7 separate regions of the Mus musculus genome follow, and all the other regions are linked to region 1. A link is a contact called in public Hi-C, HiChIP or PLAC-seq and promoter capture Hi-C data. All regions are on one chromosome and are shown on one strand. Each heading gives the region's core, a stretch centred on a gene start, on an enhancer-like site or on the middle of the called end of the contact. The rest is flanking DNA. Distances are from core to core; before and after follow the strand shown.

Region 1 (2,797 bases), core at 132-2,631:
GGATGGTGACAGTCATTTTAATATAGTCTGCATGTTAGAGAATGAAGTTATTTCAGGGGTGGTGACATTGGTTATGTGACTAAGGGCCCTTAACGATCTTCAGGCTCAGTGTTGCCATGACTGAAATGTCTTAGGATCTGTAATGTACATATAATTGTATAAACAAAGCAGATAAGGCAAAATGTGTCAAAATGAAGAATTTGACTTTTTTTTTTAAATAAAAAGTTGCGGGAACAGCAAAGTACAAAGTTTTGATCAAATGTTATTCTCCAAATCCAGGTCTCTTAATAATTACCCATTTCTACGCAGGGCCGACTTCCCATTAGGCTGGTGGGTGACTTTTGTTCCCGTAAAGGTTTTGCATTTAATAGGGACTTTGTGTGCCTTGCCTTTAAGAACAAAAGTTTAAGTCCTGGGTCCGATCTTCCAAATGTCTGGTCTTTTTCACCACAGCATCTGTTTCCTCGTCTAGAAATGGGAAATTCCTCCCGTTCCGGACTGTGTAGAGGAGAACGCCAGATGCAGCAGCCCCGACCAGAGGGGAGTGAGTGTAGGATAGACCAGAGTTGGAGGTTATTTCTGCAAAGGGCTGGGACCGAGTTTCTCAGTAAGGGGGGGACCCGAACTCATGGTGGGTTATGTAGCCTGTCCCCATCCCAACCTGTCTGTCCTGTCACAGATATTAGCCTTTCTCCGGTTCCGTAGTTTTACTTCCGCACGCAGGCGAGCAGACACAAGCCTAACTCATCCCACTGTGCTACTGTGATCTTAGGGACGAACTCCTGGGCTCGACATCGACCCCACTGTAACTAAGCTCTGTTTCCCTCGAGGTCAGCGAACTCCAGGAGACGTGTGGATCCAAGTAAGAGCCAAGTCCTCCCACTACGCGGGCGACACTCACAGTCTGAGGGCGGGGTCCTGGCAGCCCTGTTTCAATATGGAAGATCTGCAACTTCATACCACTCTAGAAGTCCCCTTTCCATTGGCTATCTCAGAGCTGGTTCTCCAATAACACTAACGTTTATTGGTCAATCCAGAGCTGTTGCTGAAGTGATTGGCGCAGCCGCCATCGGGTGCAGCTCGCGGATTTTTTAAACACAACCGGGTTCCAGGAAATGCAGGAAAAGGGCGGAAAAAACCAAGCCTGACTGGGGGCGGGACTAAGAACGCAGAAGCCTGTATTGGTTCTTCTGGGACCTAAGGGCGGTCCGTAAGCGCTTCTTTCTCGTGATTAGTCTGAGTCGGGGAAAGGAGGCGGGTAGTTACGTAAATCGGCGGAAGCGCTTGCTTCCATTGGTCAATTCTAGAGGAAGGCGGGGCGTCCGTGGCGACTGATTGGTGTAAGAAGTGAAGTGGGAGGGACTCTAGGCCGGAGGTTTTGTTGTGAGGGTCGGTTGTCAAGCAGCGACCAATCAGGGCAAAGGATGGAGGCAAGTGGGGGTCGCGCCTGGAGGGAAGCCTTGGCCTCCAGAGCTACAGCTGCAGGTAGAGTGGCTCTCGGGGTCTTGGAGGCAAAGGGAAAATGGCTCTAGTCTTCGCCGAGCCTGGAGGGGACAGTCCGGTCGCCGGCAGGAGGCTCTCGGCCAGGACAGGCTGGAGCCAGTGCCCCTCAAGGCAGACGGGAGGAGGGTCAAGCGAAGCTGAGGGACCGGTGGCAGGTTTGGGATGAACGAGCAGGACGGGTGTGTGGAGGCCGGAGAGGGAAAGCTGGTGGGCCGGAAGCAGAGCTGAGGGTGTGCGGAGGATCGTATTGAGTCGGGGCTCCAGAAACAGGAGAGCGAATGAATGGGGGATTCTGATAGCAGCGGGGCAAGAGAAGTAAAGAGGGTCTGGCGAAGCATGGCCAACTAAGGAAGCTCAAGATGTGCCAGAACGGGAGCATAGGCAACAGGAGAAAGAGAATCCAGCGAGAGAGCTCCTGGGCAAGAGGCGAAGGGCCGTGGCGGCGGTGGAAGGCTCCATCCACGCTGTGGCCTTTTAGAATTGAGGAGTCATTCCGACTCACACCTAGACTGGAGACTCAATTCCTAGCTATGCCCTTGAGAGTTGCAGGGAGTGGGCGTGGTTCCCTTACCAGGGAGTTGGTGATGGAGGAAGCAAGAAGATTGGACCCTCAGAATCCTCTCAACATCACCCCCTCCCAAGGCCTTTACTGTTCTCTCTCTCTCTCTCTCTCTCTCTCTCTCTCTCTCTCTCTCTCTCTGAACGTCTGCCTATCTCTCAGTCTCTCTGTTCGTCTCCGTGTATCTCTCTGTCTCTCTGCCTTTTGGATGCCTCTCATGGGCACCAAAACATAACCTCAGACTCCAGTGCCCCATCCAATACATGGGGTGCAAATCCAAGTGGACTGCAGTTATGTGATCCTCTCTGCCCCATAGCAGGTGCTGGGTTGGCAAGTTAGGACACCCAGCATCCAGGAGCATTACTGTAGGCCCCTGAGAAGTCAGTCTCTCCATCCCCTCTCCACCTACCTATGTCAGTCTGTCCTTCCTTCCTTCCTTCCTTCTTTTCTTTGAGATAGGAACTGACAGAGATCTGCCTACTTCTAGCTGGCCTCCTGAGTGCTGGGGTTAAAGGCGTGAGCCACCAGGCCCAGCTACCTAGGGAAGGTCTTTTATCTTTGGGCTCTTAAGTCACAGGTTTTCAGACCCAGTGTGCACTGCAGCTCCAGGCCCTGGAGGCTCTGGCTAGTCTGTATCAAGTGGCCTTGATGACCCAGGGACTTGTAACTCGTCTCAAGCAGTTCCTAACCCACCATCGCCTCTGCTTGCATTCTAGCCCAGTGTTGAGCTGAGAT
Region 2 (3,060 bases), core at 324-2,823, 380 kb before region 1:
TAACTCCTCCCCCAGCCCAAAGCTGACTCTCAGGTGTGAGGTTCAAAGAGACCAGAAAAACCCCTGGAGTGGTGGTGTCAGAAAGTAATTACAACACTTGGGGAAGGTCTAGTCCAAGGCTAGCCTCCGCTACACAAGGAATTGGAAGCCAGCTGTGGCTAAGAGGGAATTCAAGACCAATCTGGGCTATATGCGACTCTTGTCTCAAAAAAACAGAAACAAATTGAATCAAACAAAATAAATAAAACAAACAAGGCAATCACCAAGAGCCCAACACTCCAGGGTCGGCAGTGTCTGCGCGGCAGAGTTAAATTGGTCCCAGAAGAGAGCCTCATGCTACCCTCCCTGATCTCATCAAAACCAAACAGTACCCAAAACCACTCCAGGAGAAGACATTAAAATGCAAATTTCTTGCTGCGCTTTTGGAGATTCAAAGAGCAGTTTCACATTTTTTCCGGGGTTGGGGCCCAAGAATCTGAATTTTAAACAAACCCAGGGAGGAGACGGAGGGGGAAGGGGGAAGGGGGAAGGGGGAAGGGCGAAGGCTCACCAAGGAAGATCAGAAATCTCGAAACCAAGATAGTATGTATGCCCTAGGTGGAGATGGCCCAGGAAAGCCTCCCGACTCCCCAGCCCGGCCTGGCAGCCTGGCTCGAGGTGCCCACTGGAGGGATGATGACAGAAACAGATGCATGCCCACCTGCGGTGCTACCCTATTCCTCTACCAGCGGACCTCTCAGTTAATGGAGACCGTTCCCTAGGGGCAGCCACAGGCCTCCAGACCCTCGCAGGAGGGGACTATGAAAAGACAGCTGACATCTCAGAATGCACCCAATGGGAACGGGCAACTCTAGGATCTTCAGCTGGGACCTGCACAGAGTACGGGGGATGGCAGACACGTGGTTTCTTGCCTCTGCGAATCTCCACAGCCCAAGGAAGGAGATTCGACCAGCAGACCCTGGGTAGGTGCCCTGGTGGGAGCGCGCGTGTCAGAGCCACTGATGTGGTGTTCTGCCCTGTCCAGGAGGGCTACAGAGCGGTCGCATTTAGTGGTTAAAGCCGGGTGAAGAGGAGGGCAGTGGACTTTGCCCGGCGGAGAAAGCCAGGGCACGGTCCCAGAGGGAAGGGGGAAGGGTAGAAGAGAAGGGACAGACTGGCGGACAGTTGTGCGCAGCTATCTCAGCTACGGTATCGCCACGGTAACCACCCGGGTAGGGTGTGTATGGTCCCCTCCACAAGAGTCATGCTGTGCTCGCAGGGATGTCACACGAGCGTCCCCAGGTGCAAGCTTCCCGGCGATCTTGGGAGTGAGCGTCCCGGGGGTCCCCGGAGAGTCCCCCATCCAGTCCCCGAGCTACCCGGCTCACCAGCTGCAGAAGCGCGAGCACCCCAAGAGCGGAGCGCACGAAGCCCAGATCCGGTCGCAGCGCAGACACAGAGGCTCCCACGCCCTGCGCGGGGCTGCTGGTCCTCGTGCTCACTTTCGACGGGAACTCCGCCATAGCGATCGCGAGCCTACGACGCTCTGGCCGCGCTCCCGGCGCTGCTCCGGGGCTGCGACTGCGGCTCCGGCTGCTGGCGCTGCTTGGGTACCCTAGACAGAACTCACAGGTGCGCGAAGCCCAGCCCCGCTCCGCCCGAGGCCCCGCCCCTTCTTGAGGCCCCGCCCCTTAACCCTGGGTTCGCCTGTTTGGATAGAGATTTTGAAGAAGTCCGTAGACCGATCTACAGACAGCCAGGCAGGAAAAAATAAATCCAGGTAGTGGCAACTGCTGCTGTGACTGAATCTAACAGGGCGAGGCAGAGTGACCAGGAGATTTTTAGATGGTTGTTTTAGGGTCTCTATTACGGTGGTAGAAAACCATGACCAAAAGCAAATTGGGGAAGAAAGGGTTTATTTGTCTTATGCTTCCATATCATTGCTCATCACTGAAGGAAATCAGGACAGGAACTCAAGCAGGGCAGAGACCTGGAGGCAGGAGCCGATGCAGAGGCCATGGAGGGGTGCTGCTTACTGGCTTGCTTCCCCTGGCTTGCTCAGCCTGCTTTCTTATAGAACCCAGGACCCAGGGATGGCACCGCTCACAATGGACTGGGCCCTCCTCCATCAATCACTGAGAAAATTCTCTACAGGGCTTGCCTAGAGCCCGATCTTATAGAGGCATTTTCTCAATCCAGGTTCCCTCCTCTTGGATTGCTATAGCTTGTATTAAGTTGACAGAAAAGGAAGGAGCACATTAGTCAAGGAAGACCTGTCAGAAGTGGTGACATTTGTGCAGAGGCCTGAATCTGTGAGTAGGAGGAAACCTTGGGAGGATTTAAGTGAGGAGCAAAGGCGCAGTGGCAGGACCAACCTAGGCAGTTGGGGAAATAGAAAGCAGGTCCCCAAAGGGACTGGAGCTGAGCACATGAGGGTGACACTGACCCCCAGTGGGTAAGGACCAGGTCACAGAAGCTGTGTAGGTGACTGTACTATCCTATGGCTCCTTGTGACAACTTATCACAAGCTCAAGGTCCTAACAAAAGTTTCTTCTCAGTGATGGAGGCTAGATATGCAAAGGCATCATCACGGAGACACAGTCATGGTGTCCTGAGCTCAGGCAACCTCTGGGGTACTTTTGCCCACTTTTTGTCTTGAGACAGGAGATTGCTCTGTAATCCAGACTGACTTCATGCTTTTGACATTCCTCGTACCTCAGGTCTTTGCAGGCTGGGATTACAGATGACCTGCCGGCAGGGGATTCTGGTACCCTACCTAGCTCTGCCTCTCCTCGTATCATCAACTCTCCTCTTACTATGCACAAGATATCTCTCTCTCTCTCTCTCTCTCTCTCTCTCTCTCTCTCTCTCTCTCTCTCTCTCTCTCATCTCTTTTGTAAGGATATGGTCATGACTATATTGCCCATCAGATAATACAGTTCAATATCCTCAAATCAGGAATTTTAAGTATTTATTCAATCACCCCATCACTAACATTCTGCAAAGATTCCTTCTTCTTTTTTTCTTTTGAAAGACAAAGTCTCATGTAACCCTGGAACTTTTTTTTTTTTTTTTTTTTTT
Region 3 (2,952 bases), core at 82-2,581, 450 kb after region 1:
TCTGGGGAATTTGGAGGAGGTCTGCCTCTATAGCAAAAGTGTGTGGGGGGTCTGCCTCTATAGCAAAAGGGGTGAGGTCTGCCTCCACAGACCGCAAAAAGATCACCAGGTCATTAACAAGATCCACTCTCAGCTTTCTGGATGGAATGCAGGTGTTTTTGTCTCCTCCATTAAGGATACTCTCCTGCCTGATTAACATTCCTGGTTCTCTTCTCTGTGAGTACAAGGACCTCCGTGGCCCCAGCACTAACCAATGCTGGGATCCCATGATGGTACGCACACTCAGCTTGGTTGTGTGCACATGTTATCTTAACCACCTTTAAGTGTACCCAAAAGTGCTGTTGCTGTCGCTATCCCAGCCTGTAACTTGTTTGGGTTTCTGATATCTCATTAAAGGGCCCAAATTGGGCTGGTGAGATGGCTCAGTGGTTAAGAGCACCGACTGCTCTTCCAAAGGTCCTGAGTTCAAATCCCAGCAACCACGTGGTGGCTCACAACCATCCTTAACAAAATCTGATGCCCTCTTCTGGAGTGTCTGAATGTACTTACATATAATAAATAAATAAATAAATAAATAAAACTTTTTTAAAAAAGGGCCCAAATTGCCCCACATTACCCCAAAACACTAAAGACACACGACACCTTTAGGAACTTGTCTTGATACCTATTTTAAAAACTTAGTCAGGGGCTGGTGAGATGGCTCAGACTGCTCTTCCGAAGGTCAGGAGTTCAAATCCTAGCAACCACATGGTGGCTCACAACCATCCGATCACGAGATCTGACTCCCTCTTCTGGAGTGTCTGAAGACAGCTACAGTGTACTTACATATAATAAATAAATAAATAAATAAATAAAATCTTAAAAAAAAACTAGTCAGTTTCTCTTTCTCTTCGAGTAATGCAGTTCGAGTTGCAGTAAATGAAATGCAGTAAATGAAAAAACTGCAGCTTCCGTGTGAGGCAATGACCACAGATTAGAATCCTCACTACACCACGGGGCAGAGACTTATGCGAGTCGCTGCTAGCTTTCTGGACCTACGGTTTCTGGCTAGGAGGATGAATAGTTTTTTTTTTTTAACAGGGTCCATGCAAAGATTTGCGTGAAATAAGCTTAACATGATGCCAAGGACCGAGAAGACATTGGGCAAACCGGAGCTGTTGTTGTGACTTCCAACTGAAGAGCGATTCTCAGAACAGTGAGATGGATTAGGCATCTGAGTAGGCAGGCAGGCAAGCAGGCAGCTTTGCTCGATCTCCACCGCGAGGTGCAAGGGAGGGGCCGCATCACCCAAAGCCCCACCCCTATAAACAGCGTTCAGTTGTCTAGGCAACGCGCCTCAGGGTCGCGGCCGAAGTGAAGCGGGACAGCTTACTGAAGGCTCTCAAAGCACCCTAGGCTGAGTGATGTCTGAGGAAGACTCGGACAGCGTGATCACTGACTCCCAGGCGGAGGAGGAAGGCGAGCTGCCAGTCATCCAACTGTGCGGGCTGGTAGAGGAGCTCAGGTACTGGCACCGTGAGGGCGCCATGAGTCTCTGAGGCCTGGGCTGTAGTTTGCAGACTACTCATATCTACGCAGAGCCCCGCGGGCACACATCGCATTACAGTGGAGAAAGAACTTGTGTTTGCCTAGTTAGCTTTGCTGCTTGCCTGCTCCTGAACTGACAAGCCACTGATGGAACCCGGACAGGGTGGAGGGGCAAGGGAGCCGTTGGCCTTGAAAAGATCAGACAGGATTTAGTGAAGCTAGCGCTTTGGCTTGGTGTCTTCCTGGTGCTGGGAAGCCGCCTTCGAAGTCTATATCAGGTAGCCTCCTAAGCCGGTTTCCAAAGTTAGTATTAAGATAAACATTAACATGGCGGCGGAGTGAAAACTAAGCTATTGAAATGATTTGCTTGGGGCCTTGTGGGCTGAATAAGGATTTAGGCGTGGAGATGGACTGAGGAATGATTGGCTCAGGGCTTTGTATTTTCCACAGTCTGTTTTCCATCTTCCACAGTGGGTTATCTGGATATGAGGATTCCATAATGTAGATGAGAGTCAGTGTACAATGTATTGATATTATACAGTATTCTGTTTCCAGCGGCCAGAAGAGGTGTTGGTTCCATACATCTGTAAATAGTTCATACCAGAGTGGAGGGATTATTACTAATTACCATTGTGAGTGTCTGTCATATACCATGATCTTGTATGTGAAACAGCCATCCCCAGAGGTACATGTTTTGTGAAGTTTCCTTGTGAGTGTCTATAACTGCCAGTCTTGTATATCGGCCGGCCATCTTAAGAGAGAAACGCATTCTGAAGTTTTCTTCCTTAAGATCCTGCATCAGAGATTCAGACCCGGGCCCATGGAAGGCTCCACCGAGAATACAATATGTGCTGAAAAGACAAGACGTAATGGCTTTCCTGTTTTCTATTTGGCTTCTGTACTAATCTCATAATTTAGGAATTAGTTTAACAGTATGTGTAGGTCTCAATGTCACCCTCTTTCGTACATATGTATGTGAGTATGTGCATGCAGTGAAAGGGGAAAGTTTTGGAACTGGAGATATAGCTTTAGCCCCTGCCTAGTATTCACAGGGCTATGGGTTCAATCCCAGTACCCACCTCCCCCTCCACAACACACATTAAAGTTGGGCATGGTGGCTCGCACCTTTAGTGCCAGCGCCAGTGAGGTAGGTGGAGTTTTGTGAATTCAAAGTCAGCCTTGGTATACTATGACCAAAGCAACTTAAAGAAGAAAGCATTTAATTTAGGGACTTACTGAGCCAGAGGGTTAGAGTTCATGATGATGATGGTGGGAAGAATGGCAGTAGACAGGCAGACATGGAGCTGAGAGCATTCATCTGACACACAAGTACAAGGCAGAGAGCAAGTGGTGACTATGAATGGCCTAGGCTTTTGAAACCTCAACGCCCACCCCCCAATGACACACCTCTTCCAACAGCGTCAC
Region 4 (2,937 bases), core at 336-2,835, 410 kb before region 1:
TGTTTTAGTTCACTAGGTTTCTTGAGAGAGGAGTTGTAAAGAGCAATAGGTAACTAGTGGAGACAAATTTTTCATTCCTTTTCTCCGTGGATCCATGATTTGGAATCAGCAGGCAGTTCATGTATGTATTCAAAAGTAAATAGGATATAGAAAAAGGATCTAATAGGATCTTAGTTGTCTGCTCTGAGCTGTCTTACCAGTGCTCAATGGAACAGAATTTTTAGATGCTTGTCCTAGTTTGCTTATCAGAGCTGTGACAAAACACTAATCAAAACCAATTTGTGAGAAGAAAGGGTTTATTTTGTTTCCACTTCCATGCAACAGTCCATAACTGAGGGAAGTTGAGATAGGAACCTGAAGGCAGGAACTGAAGTAGATAAAGAAATGCTGTTAACTGGTTTGTTCTCCATAGCATGCTGAGCTTCCTTACATAGATCCTACACCTGCCCAGATATGGCACCACCCACAGAGGACTGGGCCTTCCCTCAGTCATTAAAATAATCCACATTCAAAACCAGGAGGTGATGGCACATGGCCTTTAATCCAAGTGCTTGGAAGGCAGAGGCAGGTGAGTCTCGAGTTCAAGGCCAGCTTGATCTACAGAGTGAGTTCCAGGACAGCCAGGGCAACACAGAGAAACCCTGTCTTGATGAAAAAAGACAGACACACACAAAATCAACTTCTTTCCAGGTCACTCAGGTCAAGCTGACAAAAAACCTACCAGCACGCCTGTCTTCAGCTTGACCAGGATACTCTGATCTTCCAGTGTCTTTGAAATCATCTTGGTTCCTGATGCTGTTAAGATAGATCCATGGATACACATTTTATGTCCATTCCAAAATGATTCAGATTGGCCACGTAACCCTAATTCATACCATAAATTTTCTAGTTATGTACTACACATTTGGCTAAAAGGTATCAGACCACCAAAGAGGCATGCTTAAAAAGGGGGCGGGGGGGGGGGGCGATCCCAGGAAACCTTTCTTCATGGTGTGGCAGTTTTAGAGGGGACTTTCTCCAAAGCAGTTATTCAATTTCTGATTACATCTCTCTCAGTGGTTGTCAACATTTTTGTGCTGCATAATTACCCAAGGAACCACTTACTGCCTAATAATTGTTTACGGGTTTGGTGCGAGTAAGCTGGCAGCAAACTCACTATGTAGCTGAGCAGGTCTTGAATGCCTTAAACCTCCACCTTCCAAGTGCTGGGACTACAGACGCATGCCACAACGCACTGCTTTTGATTTGAAGATCACAAATTAAGTTACAAGTCATCCACTTAATGCCGTGGACCCTTCCATACTTCCAAGAAGTAACTCTCTAGTAAATCAGACGTCTGCATTATCTAGGACAAACTATGAGAGTGGCTTTCGAGCAATTTGGCTATTTCTAGCGCTCTTAAAACACGGTTTCAACTACCTGATCTTTACAATTCCTAAATTGAAAATGAAGAAACCGAGGCTCTTGGCTCCAATTCTTTCATCCAGAAAAAAAAAAAAAAAGTCTACTGCCACCATTTTTTGCAGTCTTCTGCGTGAGACCGGGAACCTGAGGCTGTGATTGGCTGCTGGAACCGCGGGTAACCATAGTGACAGGAGGCGGGGCTGCGAGCTCCGTCTGCCCTAACACACCGGCGGGGTAGCCCCGCGAGAGGCCGGCGGGCGCTGGGCCCAGCCAGGAGCCGCAGCCCCGTCCTCGCGCGATCGCCGGGCGGGGCGTGGGTGCGGCCTTCTGCGGGCCCTTGATGCAGTTGAGGCCGCGCGGGTCAGAGAGGATCCCGGCCCGGCGGCGGGCGCGGTAGGAAGCGGCAGGGCCCCGGGCCCGGGCCGGTGACTGCGGCGCCCCTACGATGGACGCCCTAGAAGAAGAGAGCTTCGCGCTGTCCTTGTAAGTGAAGCGGCCAGGGTCTGCTCGACCTCGGCCTGCGGACGTCCTCTGGGTTGCGGGCTGGCCGGTCGAGGCTCCGCTCTAGCGGGGCGTTTTCTTCCCGTGGCCACCACGGGCATATGTCACAGATAACCAGCGCTTCCATCACAATCCTCTGGCCTCAATCGTGGCCGTCAGCAAAAACCCAGAGGCCTTGAGCTGCCCAGGCTGGCGGCGGCCTCACCGCCTGTCTAAAGCCACTCCTGACCAGTTACCCCCTAGGCCGGTGCCACTCCCGCGTGCGGTCACATTCACCAGCAGATAGGTGTGGCGTTAAGAGCCAGGATGCGGTGAGTAAATCCTGCGGGTAATAAACGCGGAAGTATGAAGTTGTGCCGCACCAGCCTCAGCTACCCAAATTGTTGGCTGCTTTTGTGATTGTCATACCGGTTTTCGTCACGAGTGTTTTCCTGTGTTTGTAATTTCTGTACTAGACAATAATCCTTGATTGGTGAAACTGAGTGATGGGAGGATCATCTTGCTATTATTTTTATGCACGTTGGGAATCTTACATTTTAAAAAATGCTAGTGGGCTTTGTTGTGATTGCCTGGTGTGTGCAAGGCCTTGGGTTCAATGCCCTTACCCACAGAAAACACAAGTTCAGCTCGAAAAATAATTATTTGGACCGGCACCTAATCCTGATGTGTTTTTTCAGCTCCTCCGCCTCTGATGCAGAATTTGATGCTGTGGTTGGATGTTTAGAGGACATTATTATGGGTAAGTTTCGACACTACTAAGTGACTTGTGCCCCTCTAGTTCCTATGGTCAATTCCTTGATTTAAATCAAGTAGACCCTTGCTTTACAACAATTTTTTAATGTATTCATTTACATATGTGATGGATCGTGGGTGGGGTTGTTGCCAGGAGACTATGGCTATGTGGAGCTCAGAGGACAACTTTGTGGAGTTGGTTCTCTCCTTCCACCTTCATGTGAGTTCTGAGGGTTGATCTCGGGTCACCCGTCTTACACAGCAGTGCCTTCAGCCCCCAAGCCATCTCAACACCCCAAA
Region 5 (3,014 bases), core at 239-2,738, 270 kb before region 1:
GACCTGACAGCATGAGAGGGGGTGAGGGAGGGTGAAACTGCCTCTGGTCACTTAGGGGCAAGGAGAAGCCAGGCCCAGAACTCAAGTGTCAGATTCAAAGCCTTAGCACCTGCCTGCCACAGTACTGCACACCTCGGGACAGGTATTTAGAGAATGGACGGCTTTGGCCTGGGAAGACCTCTTAGTCTGGGAGAATGAGCAAATTTAGTGATGCTGTGGCCGTAGGGCAGGATTGAAGGAAAATGGAGATATGAGAAGGGTAAGGGGCCCCCTCAGCCTGGGTCTGTGTTTCTTGCTGACTGAGAGCCAAAAGTTCTAACAAAATGGCAGGAGGAGCTGGGGTGTGGCTCAGGTTGTAGAGTGTCTGCTAGCACATGAGTGCAAAACACCTATGCACACAAATGTAATAAATAAATGTTAATAAATTAAAATTTTAAAGAGTAAAACACACGGCGGCACATGCCTTATCTGTGAGACACTCTGGGTCACACTGCAAAGCAGTGACATTTCCCTTTATTGTGATAGCGTCTCACCAGCACCTGTGAACCCCGGTAGCTCAGGCTGGCCTCAAACTTGGAACCTTCCTACATCAGCCTCCCCAGTAGCTGGGATGCCGGTTCTTTTTCTCAGTAAACCCTGGCTTTGCTTAATAGTGACTTGTCCTGAAACTCTTTTCTGGGCACTGTTGTTAACAGTCTGGGTATGCTGAAAATTCACACAGATTTCTTAACAGTCTGCTTAAGGCCTGGGGATGCTCTATGGGCTTCTAGGGCAGCCTCTGGCATGCAGCTCCTATAGAGGTGAGCATCGCCCCCCCCACACACACACACACCATTCATTCTGCTCATAACAGAAACGAGGTGGTGCTCTATTTCTGGGAGCTGAGCTTTCCAACCCACTAAAGCACACATGCAGATACACCGTGATTAAAGCCCCTCTCAGCTTAGCCTCCTGGGGTAAGGGCCAGCCTGGGGAAGGACAGGAAGACAGGCTCAGCTTCAGCTGAACCTCTGGGTTCCCCAAAATAGGGTGGGACTAGGCCTCTTCTACTGAACATCCCTGTAACCTGCTCACCCTCCTGTGGACCTTCTGGACCCCAGAGCCCTGACTGGCATAGTCCCTATGATCTCTGTTTGGTCCCCTACCCTGCCTCCACAGGGTACCAGGCACAAAGGAAGTTCACCAGTACTAGGACAAGGGATGAGATGAGTTGAGGCTGAGGCCTTGGATCCTGCTAATAGAGGAACCAAGAAATGTTCCCTTTGAAAAGAGAAGTAAGTCATTGCCCTTACCCCAGACACAGACCCCCTCCCCTGTCCCGAGTCGAGTGACCATTCTCTGGAAAGCCACAAACATTCCCAAGCTGGGCTTCTACTAAGTTATCTCAAATTCTTTGAATTTCTCTAGTCTGGAAGGATTATAGGAGGGGACAGGAAGCGTGGGATAACCTCCAGAGAGGTTAAATAGGTCACCTCAATGCTGGGCACCAAGACAGGCAGAAGGACCCATGAAGACCTTCACCTCAGCTTTTGGTACCATGAGGTCACTTCAGATGCTGCTCCTGGCTGCTCTGCTTCTGGGGACTTTTCTGCAGCATGCCAGAGCTGGTAAGAGCCGGGCACAGACAGGATAGGGCAGATGGGAACCATTCACCCACACAGAGACCAAGGCAGAGACACAAGCTGTGTGACTTATACCCTGTCTGTTCTTAACAGGGGTCACCAGGGGGTGGCCACAGGAGCACTGGAGGGAGGATAATGGTTCTGAGGATGCTGGGATGATGTCAGGTGCCTGACCTGGACACATACCTTATTCTGAGATGTTAGGACATAGTGGCCTTGATTGTGGGCTCATGATGCAGAACGAACGATTCTCAGAATCGCTACCATTTGTTTCATTAATGGGCTTCATGTATCATCAGGGAACAACATAACAACGGAGCATTGGTTCCAAGAATGTATGAAAAGATTTTTATATTTAGTTTAGAACGGGAAGTTGAAATGAGGTTCCTAGATTCAGACAGCTGCATATGCAGACACACACAGATGAATATGCAAACTTGCAGACACAGGAGAGCACACACACACACCAAGAACAAACAGAATACAAAGTACATGCAGTCCCCACCCACAGGCTCACACAGGCATACATCGGAACATTCCATGGGTCCTCAGGCACATGGCCTGACTCTCAGGACACCTGCTTCCTATTGCTCTTCCAGCTCGAGCCACCAATGTAGGCCGAGAGTGCTGCCTGGATTACTTCAAAGGGGCCATTCCTATCAGGAAGTTGGTGAGCTGGTATAAGACCTCAGTGGAGTGTTCCAGGGATGCCATCGTGTGAGTATCCCTCTGTCCCACTCCTCTGCCTAGAACCCAGAGTGGGAAGTGGGTGGGCCTTGGAGTGCCCAGGAAGGCCACTGGGAAAGAAGGAAGAGAGGACAAGCCTGATTCCCCTAAAGGCAGTTTTGGGAACCCAGGGATACTCTTGTACCCCACACAGCTGAGGGGGTCCAACCTCTTTATGTATGGTGAAACTGAGTTTCCAAGATGGATAGGACATCCCAGGTAACAGAGCCAGTAGGCAGTAATACTGTCACCTCTCACTCTGGGTCTGAGCTGAGTAGAGACTAACACACAGCCTGAGGCTCTTTCTCTCAGGCTCAAGGTGCTCTGAGGAGAGAGGAGGCTAGGCATGAAGTCCTACTGCTCAGTGTTCAGGTCAATGCAGATGTGGCTGGTGGCCAAACCCTGAAGGCCTTCCTGGGCTCTTACTCACTGCTTTCTCCTACATAGGTTTCTGACTGTCCAGGGCAAGCTCATCTGTGCAGACCCCAAAGACAAACATGTGAAGAAGGCCATCAGATTGGTGAAAAACCCAAGGCCATGACCTTCCCGCTGAGGCATTTGGAGACGCCAGGGCTGCTGTCCATGGTTTCAACATAAAACGGCCTGTGACCAGCAGAGCCCAAGAGCAGCCACAGAGCAGAAGTCCCTGTTCCCTTTTTTATGGAC
Region 6 (3,048 bases), core at 390-2,889, 480 kb before region 1:
GGTGACAACGAAGGATGAAACCAGGTAAATGCTCCCCACATAATTCTTCCTTTTTTAAGACTTCAACTTCAGAGATAATTGGGCCATCCGACTTTCAGACCCTTACATATTATTCATAGCTCATCTTAGGCTCCAACTGAAACACAGGAGCTGCCTTTATTTCAACTCAGCTCCTTCTGTCATAGAAAGTTCTACAGATTCCTTTCAAATATCTCAGAAGCAGTACCCGCCAAACCATTTTGCTTGGTAGTTTATACTCTGCTTTGTTTTCTGGCAGTCTTGCTAAGGAAGCCAGGCCTGTCTCCAACTGACAGTCCCCCACACCCACACACAGCCTCGTGGTCCTAGGATTACAGGTACAAGCCACTACACGGAGCTCCTCCAAACCATTTTTATGATGTCTCTGGGGACACTTCAATAAATCAATTCACTTAACCAACGAAACTTGCTACACAGGTTGACAAGTCGCTGCAAATCCTACAGAGGTTCATATTAGACTTTGTGGGGTCCACTCTAGACTTAAACAATCAGACTGACCCAAGGGTGCAGCACAGGGTTTGCATTTTAAAACCAAGGGCCACAGACCTTGTGTTCCCCCAAGAAGCCATTTCCATGACCAATAGTTCTCCCTTTCCCTCTGCGTGGACTGGCATTCCAAGGGCACCAACTCTCAAAGAAGACATTTCAACGACCGGTTGTGTTCTAATAAAATAAGCACACAGCCTTGTTTCCTACTAGAAGAGAATGAGCGAGGCGCTGCAACGGGGAAATTTATTATGTACCCATCCTGCAACTACACACTTCGGGATTCAACGATGCTCAAGTCGGCATTCCACGTTTTCTAAGGAGCGAGGAGCTGCTCCGAATGGAACCGAGGCAGCAGCTCACTTTAGGCCTGATGGCTCCAGCTAACCGCAAAGTGCTGAAAGAAGACAAGGGGCCCGGCAGCTCGGGCGCGTAAGAAAGAGTCGGAACCTCCCACCACGACCGCCACGCCGTCCCGCAGACTCCCGCGGCTCCGCTCCGGAGTGGGCACCGCAAACTCCCAAGCCGGGCGACTCAGGACACCGCACTAGAAAGGACCGCGGGCTGGAGACAAACCTGGGCTCTAATCCTAACTCTGGCTTGGAGTTCACCCTCTCCACGGCCGAGAAGCCTGGTTTCGCCTCCCGGCGCGGACCCAGGCCGCACTCACCTACGAGAGCGCGGGAGGCGAGCCGCCCTCACCTCCGCGGCGCCTACCGTAAACCGTCGCCGCCAAGGCCACTCTCGCTCTTAAAAAACTAGAAAAGAAACCAAGAAAAGAACGACGGCTTAAAGGAAGAAAACACACTTCGCTATTGTATTCCTTTTGACCCTTCGGGGCTTCCTGTTCCTTACAGCCACAACACATTTCCACCCCGCTTCCGGCGGCATAGTCCAATCAACAGCTCTCTCCCTCCCCGAGCGCCTCGTGGAAATCCGGTGCTCCAAGACCGTATGGAGCGATCTGATTGGGTCGTTCGCCCTTCGGCAAGGGGATTAGCTGGTTCATTCCAGGCTGGCGGGCCGACCCGCGAGATCACGTGACACAAATCTTGACTGATGATTGGCTGTCTGAGAGAGAGGGCTTGCCACTGAGGAAGGGGCGTTTCCTAGGGGACTGAGGGAGGGCCCGGGCGGTGTGAAGCGGGGGTGGGCCCCTGCGCGTAATGGCAGTGCCGTGTCCCCGCGTCCATCTTTACCGCTCTCTTGGACCTGTCACAAAGGAGTCGCGCCGCTGTCGCTGTCCCCTCCCTCCGGTGGGCCCAGGAGCTAGTGCAAGTCAGTGCCACAGCCCGACCGCGCTGCTCTGGGAAGCCCCTTGGGGACGTGGCCGGGGAGGGAGCTTGAGGGCTAGCGACGCCTGTGAAGGAAGGGGACAGCCGCTGAAGCCTGGGTCGGAGAGACTGGACTGGGGCCGTGGCCGTCTCCGGGCAGGGGTCTTGGAGAGGGTGGCGTTGGTCAGAGCCTGGGAAGCAGCCGGCACACTCTCCTCCGAGGCCCGCGCTGGAGGCGCCTGAAAGCGGTTCCTGGAAGAGGGTGTTCCCCTTTAGGGGATCTTGACTGAAGGAGGTCCTGGGGTCACCCTCCCGAGGAGACTGGCTAAGGTGAGAAGCAGGTACCTCCTGGGGAGGCTCCGGACGCGGAGAGACCCTCGTTCGGGCTCCTCGGAACCGAAGGGGCCGAGGGGCGCACGTCGTGGGCAGGGATTCCTTCTGGGGAGTTTTGCGTTGCAGTGGGAAGCCGACTTCCCCTGGGATGGTCTGGTGTTGCCTTGGGGTGGAGAGTTCGACGTGAAGCGAGGCTGGGGAGAGTTCTTCGCCTTAGAGAGAGGCTGGAGGCGGGAGCCAGACCTAGCGGATTCTCCTACTCTCCAGGCCTGAGCTAAATATTAAGTAAAAAACCCTTGGGGAGGGCAGTCCTTTCCGTTGGAAAGCCCTAGATCGGGATGGTAAGCGGAAACGGGGATAGTCGGGGTTCTTCCCTCACTCTGGAGTCTGACTAGGTGTCCCAGAGTAAGGATTCTGCTGCCTCTGGCCTTCGCGCCAGAGTGGGACAGGGGAGTCATCCCACCAGCAGCACCCCCAAGCGAGCCTCCAAATTTGGCATTACTTCCTGCCGGGCCCGCTGTCTGCCTCACTTTCCCTGTTCTTACAGAGGGAGACCTAGTTAGAGCTACTGGGCTGAAACTCTTGAGATTCTGTCTTGCGCAGATGTCCGAGTAAGGTTTCGTCCCCTGGAGTGATGTACTTTGAACTTTTTTAAAGTTGGCAGTGTCTGTTACCGTCTGAGTAGAGTCGTGCAGTCTCCCAGGCTCCTCACTTAACCCATCTGCTTGTCCTTCCTTAGTTGAAGTGACTTGACATCTTAGAGTTTCTTCTGTAAAATAATCAACGCTGTGTGTGTGGAAGTAAGGTAGTGTAATGTATTGTTGTTGAGGAACAATGTGTTTTCTAATCTGGAAAATTGTTGATGTAAGAGACTAGCATAAATACTGGTCTTGATTACCTATAGAGCTCTGAGAAC
Region 7 (2,857 bases), core at 328-2,827, 350 kb after region 1:
TCTCTCTCTGTGCCCTCTGGCTGTGCAGAACAGGCAAGATACCAAGGCTGGTGAGCACCCTCCCAACACTGCCAGGTGGACTGTCTCTGGGTTCTCCCTGCAGGTCTCATTTAAGAGCTCCTGCTGCTTCATTTCAAAGTGAACGAACACTCAGGAGATTGTGGGATGGGGGGAGCTAAGGGTCCGCTTCCTATGGGATACTCTTGACATAACTCTAGCTATGGATCTGAAAGAGTTGGTCAGACTGCTTACATACCAAAGGCCAGATCTTGAGGAACTCTCAACTGTCTTAGCCAAATGACAAGACACTCCCAACAGGTTTCTCTCAAAGCTGTCCTCAGAACACACGACTGCCTAGCAGTGACAAACAGAAGGCAATGCAGGTACTCTGTCAACCACTGTGTGTCTCAAAGCCCTTCTCTGTGAATTAGGAAAGACATTGTTCTAGTCCTACTACGAATAATCTTGACTTACTCCACCCATTCTATATACATCTCTATGAACACCACACTAGGCATATCACCTCTCTCCATCTTCCCCAGCCGAGGGCAGAACTAAAGATATTCCCTAAATCACCTGGCTTCCACATTAGAGTGACCACTTTATATTCAAAAACAAAACAAAACAAAAAAACGGTCCAGCTCACTGCCCCAGGAATCTTCATGAGAAAAGAAACGGCAAGGCATTTCATCTAGATCTTAATATCTCCAAAAGTGAACAGGGAAGGCCACCATCTCATGTGGCAAGCAAAAACACCATCCATTCTAGAGGACGGCTGGATAAAAATACAGAGGCTTGATACTGGCTCTCGAGAAGCCCCTAACAATCACCTTTTTGCAGGTTTCCCAATGGAGAAGGCCAGTACAGGAAGAATAGTACGGACTCTAAGTTACAGAGGGCTCGCAGCAAGTTCCAAAGGTTTGGCTGTCGACGGATGGAGCTAATGAATGGGATCAGAACAAGTCTGGCTTGGCCGGTGCTCAGGATGTCCGGGGAAAAGGCCCTCCGTATGGAGTGCAGCAACAGTGCTTGGCACCAGCGAACACATGCATGTCTTTCTTCAAAGTGCTATGCGTTTCAAGCTAGGCTGTGGGCACTCTGCCCCCATTCTACTGACCGGGACGTCAAGGCTCGGTAGCCACTCCATCACGTGGGCGGCTAGTCGGCCCCACCCCCGTCCCGCCCCCACCGCTCACCTTTTTGTCCCAGATCTGCAGGGGCTTGCTGCCGATGCTGTAGAGGATGGAAAGGAAGCCACTCTGGAACGTGTTCTTGAACATCTCGCCAGCCGCGGCCCCGCAGCCGCCGCCCTAGGCCCGGGATTGGAGATCGGCACCGAGCGGCGAAAGAGAGCGGGTGCCGCCGGTCCGAAGGTAGGACGCTGAGAGCTGCAGCCACTGACGGCGGGAAGCGGCGGCGTGACGCAGATCCGTAAGCCTCGGTGAGCACCGAGCCACCTCAGCACCGAAACCACAGCAACTGCCGCCCGCGCCGCCGAGCCTGCCGGAGAGGAGGCGGAGCGCCGCCTCGGCCCGCCACGGATCCCTCCGCACGCTTGGGCCCGCCCCTCGGAGGCGCATTGCCCAGTCCTGCCGCAGAAAGAACGGTTTCCGGTTCCTTCCGCCCTTAGGCCCGCCCCTTCCTGCCCCCTCGGGCGCGGAACTTGGTTGCCAAGGGACTATTCCCCGCCCCTCCCCGCCGGGGCCCAGACTTGGTTTAGAACAGCGGAAGGAGACTTTAAGTTTACCTCACGTGTTTACAGTGCCTGCGTGGTGTCATGGGAACCGGGAGGCGCGTGGAGGGGTGGAGTCATGCCAGACCCCTCCCCCGAAGGGCGGGAAGAGTGAGGAAGGTGGCTTTGTGCCAACGACAGATAAATATTATCCCTGGGTGTGTTGACTCCAGATTTTAATCCTAGTACCGGATTAAATCCCAGCAGAGGTAGAAAGATCTCTGAATTTGAGGTCTACATATCGAGCTCCAGGACAGCCAGGACTCAGAGACACCCTGTCGCAAAAAACAAATATTGGTTGGCCCAGGAGAACGTGTGAGCTAATGAACCAGTATTGATTGCCCAATTTACATCATCACCTTTAATTATCAAGTTACAGTGAATGAGCTGCTGTAAAAGCAATACTCTGGGGGAAAGCGTATCTCTTTAAATGCATTGATTCGAAAAGAAGAAAGCCGGAATATTAAGATATAAACAAAAATTAATAAAATCTTAAAAGTGGAATAGTTGAGTTGAACCGACAGCTGATTTTTTTAAAAAAAGTGTGTCAATTTCTGGAATATTGTAGGAAAGACATACGCTGTGTATTTCAAGTAGAAGGAAATCTCAAGTGTGGAAGACTTCCACCAGTCGCTGAGCGTCTTCCTAAATGGTGTTCCACCCAGGCCTGTGTTCTGGCGCACAGAAAAGAGTTTGAAGCACAGACGATCACTTTAGCAATTTTAACGATCATAGTTGCAAAGTTTACACATTTACTATGTGACGGGTATATGTGATGCCTTACCCTGTATTAACTCACTCTACCCTCACACCAAAGCTTTGAGTACTCCAGCCAGAATTTCTAGATATCGTGAAAACTATGTGAATCTATTACTATATAAAAATGAAACTTGTTATATGGAATTAATTTTTGCATGATATCTGGGAATTCTTTATGTACTCTAAGCCAAGTGAATAATTTATAGCTTGATTGTTTTTAAGTTGTTCAAAATATCCTCGGGGCTGGAGAGATGGCTCCGCTGTTAAGAGCACTGGTTGCTCATCCAAAGATCCTGAGTTCAATTCCCAGCAACCCCATGGTGGCTCACAACCATCTGTAATGGGAACTGATGCCCTCTTCTGGCC

The links. Hi-C and Micro-C count contacts between places; a contact is called where the count stands out from the background. HiChIP or PLAC-seq counts read pairs in DNA pulled down with a chosen protein or histone mark. Capture Hi-C pulls out chosen DNA fragments and counts their contacts.
Region 2: a Hi-C map of CD8 T cells shows a contact between it and region 1, with 2.3 times the contacts expected there. The contact joins the promoter of Pllp here to the promoter of Katnb1 in region 1. A contact is called at or near these places in 3 of 39 promoter capture datasets (cranial neural crest, embryonic stem cells and pre-B cells), 6 of 484 Hi-C or Micro-C datasets (CD8 T cells, the N1E-115 cell line, embryonic stem cells and 1 more), 4 of 115 datasets of contacts at active chromatin or transcription factors (effector CD8 T cells, embryonic stem cells, memory CD8 T cells and 1 more) and 3 of 9 other capture datasets (adipose tissue, liver and pancreatic islet).
Region 3: an H3K27ac HiChIP or PLAC-seq map of embryonic stem cells shows a contact between it and region 1, with 5 read pairs. The contact joins the promoter of Ccdc113 here to the promoter of Katnb1 in region 1. A contact is called at or near these places in 3 of 39 promoter capture datasets (hippocampal neurons, liver and stem cell-derived epiblast-like cells), 1 of 115 datasets of contacts at active chromatin or transcription factors (embryonic stem cells) and 1 of 9 other capture datasets (adipose tissue).
Region 4: a contact with region 1 is called in a promoter capture Hi-C map of adipose tissue. The contact joins the promoter of Arl2bp here to the promoter of Katnb1 in region 1. A contact is called at or near these places in 3 of 39 promoter capture datasets (liver, pre-B cells and stem cell-derived epiblast-like cells), 1 of 484 Hi-C or Micro-C datasets (CD4 T cells), 1 of 115 datasets of contacts at active chromatin or transcription factors (memory CD8 T cells) and 2 of 9 other capture datasets (adipose tissue and liver).
Region 5: a contact with region 1 is called in an H3K27ac HiChIP or PLAC-seq map of microglia, with 5 times the contacts expected there. The contact joins the promoter of Ccl17 here to the promoter of Katnb1 in region 1. A contact is called at or near these places in 1 of 39 promoter capture datasets (macrophages), 1 of 484 Hi-C or Micro-C datasets (reprogramming fibroblasts), 3 of 115 datasets of contacts at active chromatin or transcription factors (embryonic stem cells, microglia and pancreatic cancer cells) and 1 of 9 other capture datasets (pancreatic islet).
Region 6: a Hi-C map of uterus shows a contact between it and region 1, with 4 times the contacts expected there. The contact joins the promoter of Rspry1 here to the promoter of Katnb1 in region 1. A contact is called at or near these places in 4 of 39 promoter capture datasets (erythroid cells, liver, pre-B cells and 1 more), 4 of 484 Hi-C or Micro-C datasets (CD4 T cells, CD8 T cells, natural killer cells and 1 more) and 1 of 115 datasets of contacts at active chromatin or transcription factors (memory CD8 T cells).
Region 7: a Hi-C map of CD8 T cells shows a contact between it and region 1, with 4 times the contacts expected there. The contact joins the promoter of Cfap20 here to the promoter of Katnb1 in region 1. A contact is called at or near these places in 8 of 39 promoter capture datasets (the C10 cell line, the HPC-7 cell line, embryonic stem cells and 4 more), 21 of 484 Hi-C or Micro-C datasets (the C2C12 cell line, CD4 T cells, CD8 T cells and 15 more), 7 of 115 datasets of contacts at active chromatin or transcription factors (the SCID.adh cell line, bone marrow-derived macrophages, embryonic midbrain and 4 more) and 3 of 9 other capture datasets (adipose tissue, liver and pancreatic islet).

What each region holds. Positions count from the first base shown.
Region 1 is chr8:95,079,820-95,082,616 of GRCm38.p6, forward strand. It overlaps Katnb1 (katanin p80 (WD40-containing) subunit B 1), which reads left to right and starts at 1,382. Exons shown (of 20, transcript NM_028805.2): 1 at 1,382-1,485; 2 at 2,779-2,797.
Region 2 is chr8:94,694,669-94,697,728 of GRCm38.p6, forward strand. It overlaps Pllp (plasma membrane proteolipid), which reads right to left and starts at 1,574. Exons shown (of 4, transcript NM_026385.4): 1 at 1,368-1,574. The coding sequence starts at 1,502.
Region 3 is chr8:95,532,769-95,535,720 of GRCm38.p6, forward strand. Ccdc113 (coiled-coil domain containing 113) reads left to right here and starts at 1,332. Exons shown (of 9, transcript NM_172914.2): 1 at 1,332-1,504. The coding sequence starts at 1,404.
Region 4 is chr8:94,665,015-94,667,951 of GRCm38.p6, forward strand. Arl2bp (ADP-ribosylation factor-like 2 binding protein) reads left to right here and starts at 1,586. Exons shown (of 6, transcript NM_024191.2): 1 at 1,586-1,887; 2 at 2,583-2,644. The coding sequence starts at 1,850.
Region 5 is chr8:94,808,965-94,811,978 of GRCm38.p6, forward strand. It overlaps Ccl17 (chemokine (C-C motif) ligand 17), which reads left to right and starts at 1,489. Exons shown (of 3, transcript NM_011332.3): 1 at 1,489-1,607; 2 at 2,222-2,339; 3 at 2,796-3,014. The coding sequence starts at 1,508. The coding sequence ends at 2,889.
Region 6 is chr8:94,600,302-94,603,349 of GRCm38.p6, forward strand. Rspry1 (ring finger and SPRY domain containing 1) reads left to right here and starts at 1,640. Exons shown (of 15, transcript NM_026274.4): 1 at 1,640-2,129. Psme3ip1 (proteasome activator subunit 3 interacting protein 1) reads right to left here and starts at 1,425. Exons shown (of 8, transcript NM_028221.4): 1 at 1,196-1,425. LOC115486880 reads right to left here and starts at 2,590. Exons shown (of 2, transcript XM_030243886.1): 1 at 2,512-2,590; 2 at 1,315-2,344. The coding sequence starts at 2,590. The coding sequence ends at 1,635.
Region 7 is chr8:95,433,292-95,436,148 of GRCm38.p6, forward strand. It overlaps Cfap20 (cilia and flagella associated protein 20), which reads right to left and starts at 1,578. Exons shown (of 6, transcript NM_008187.2): 1 at 1,197-1,578. The coding sequence starts at 1,280.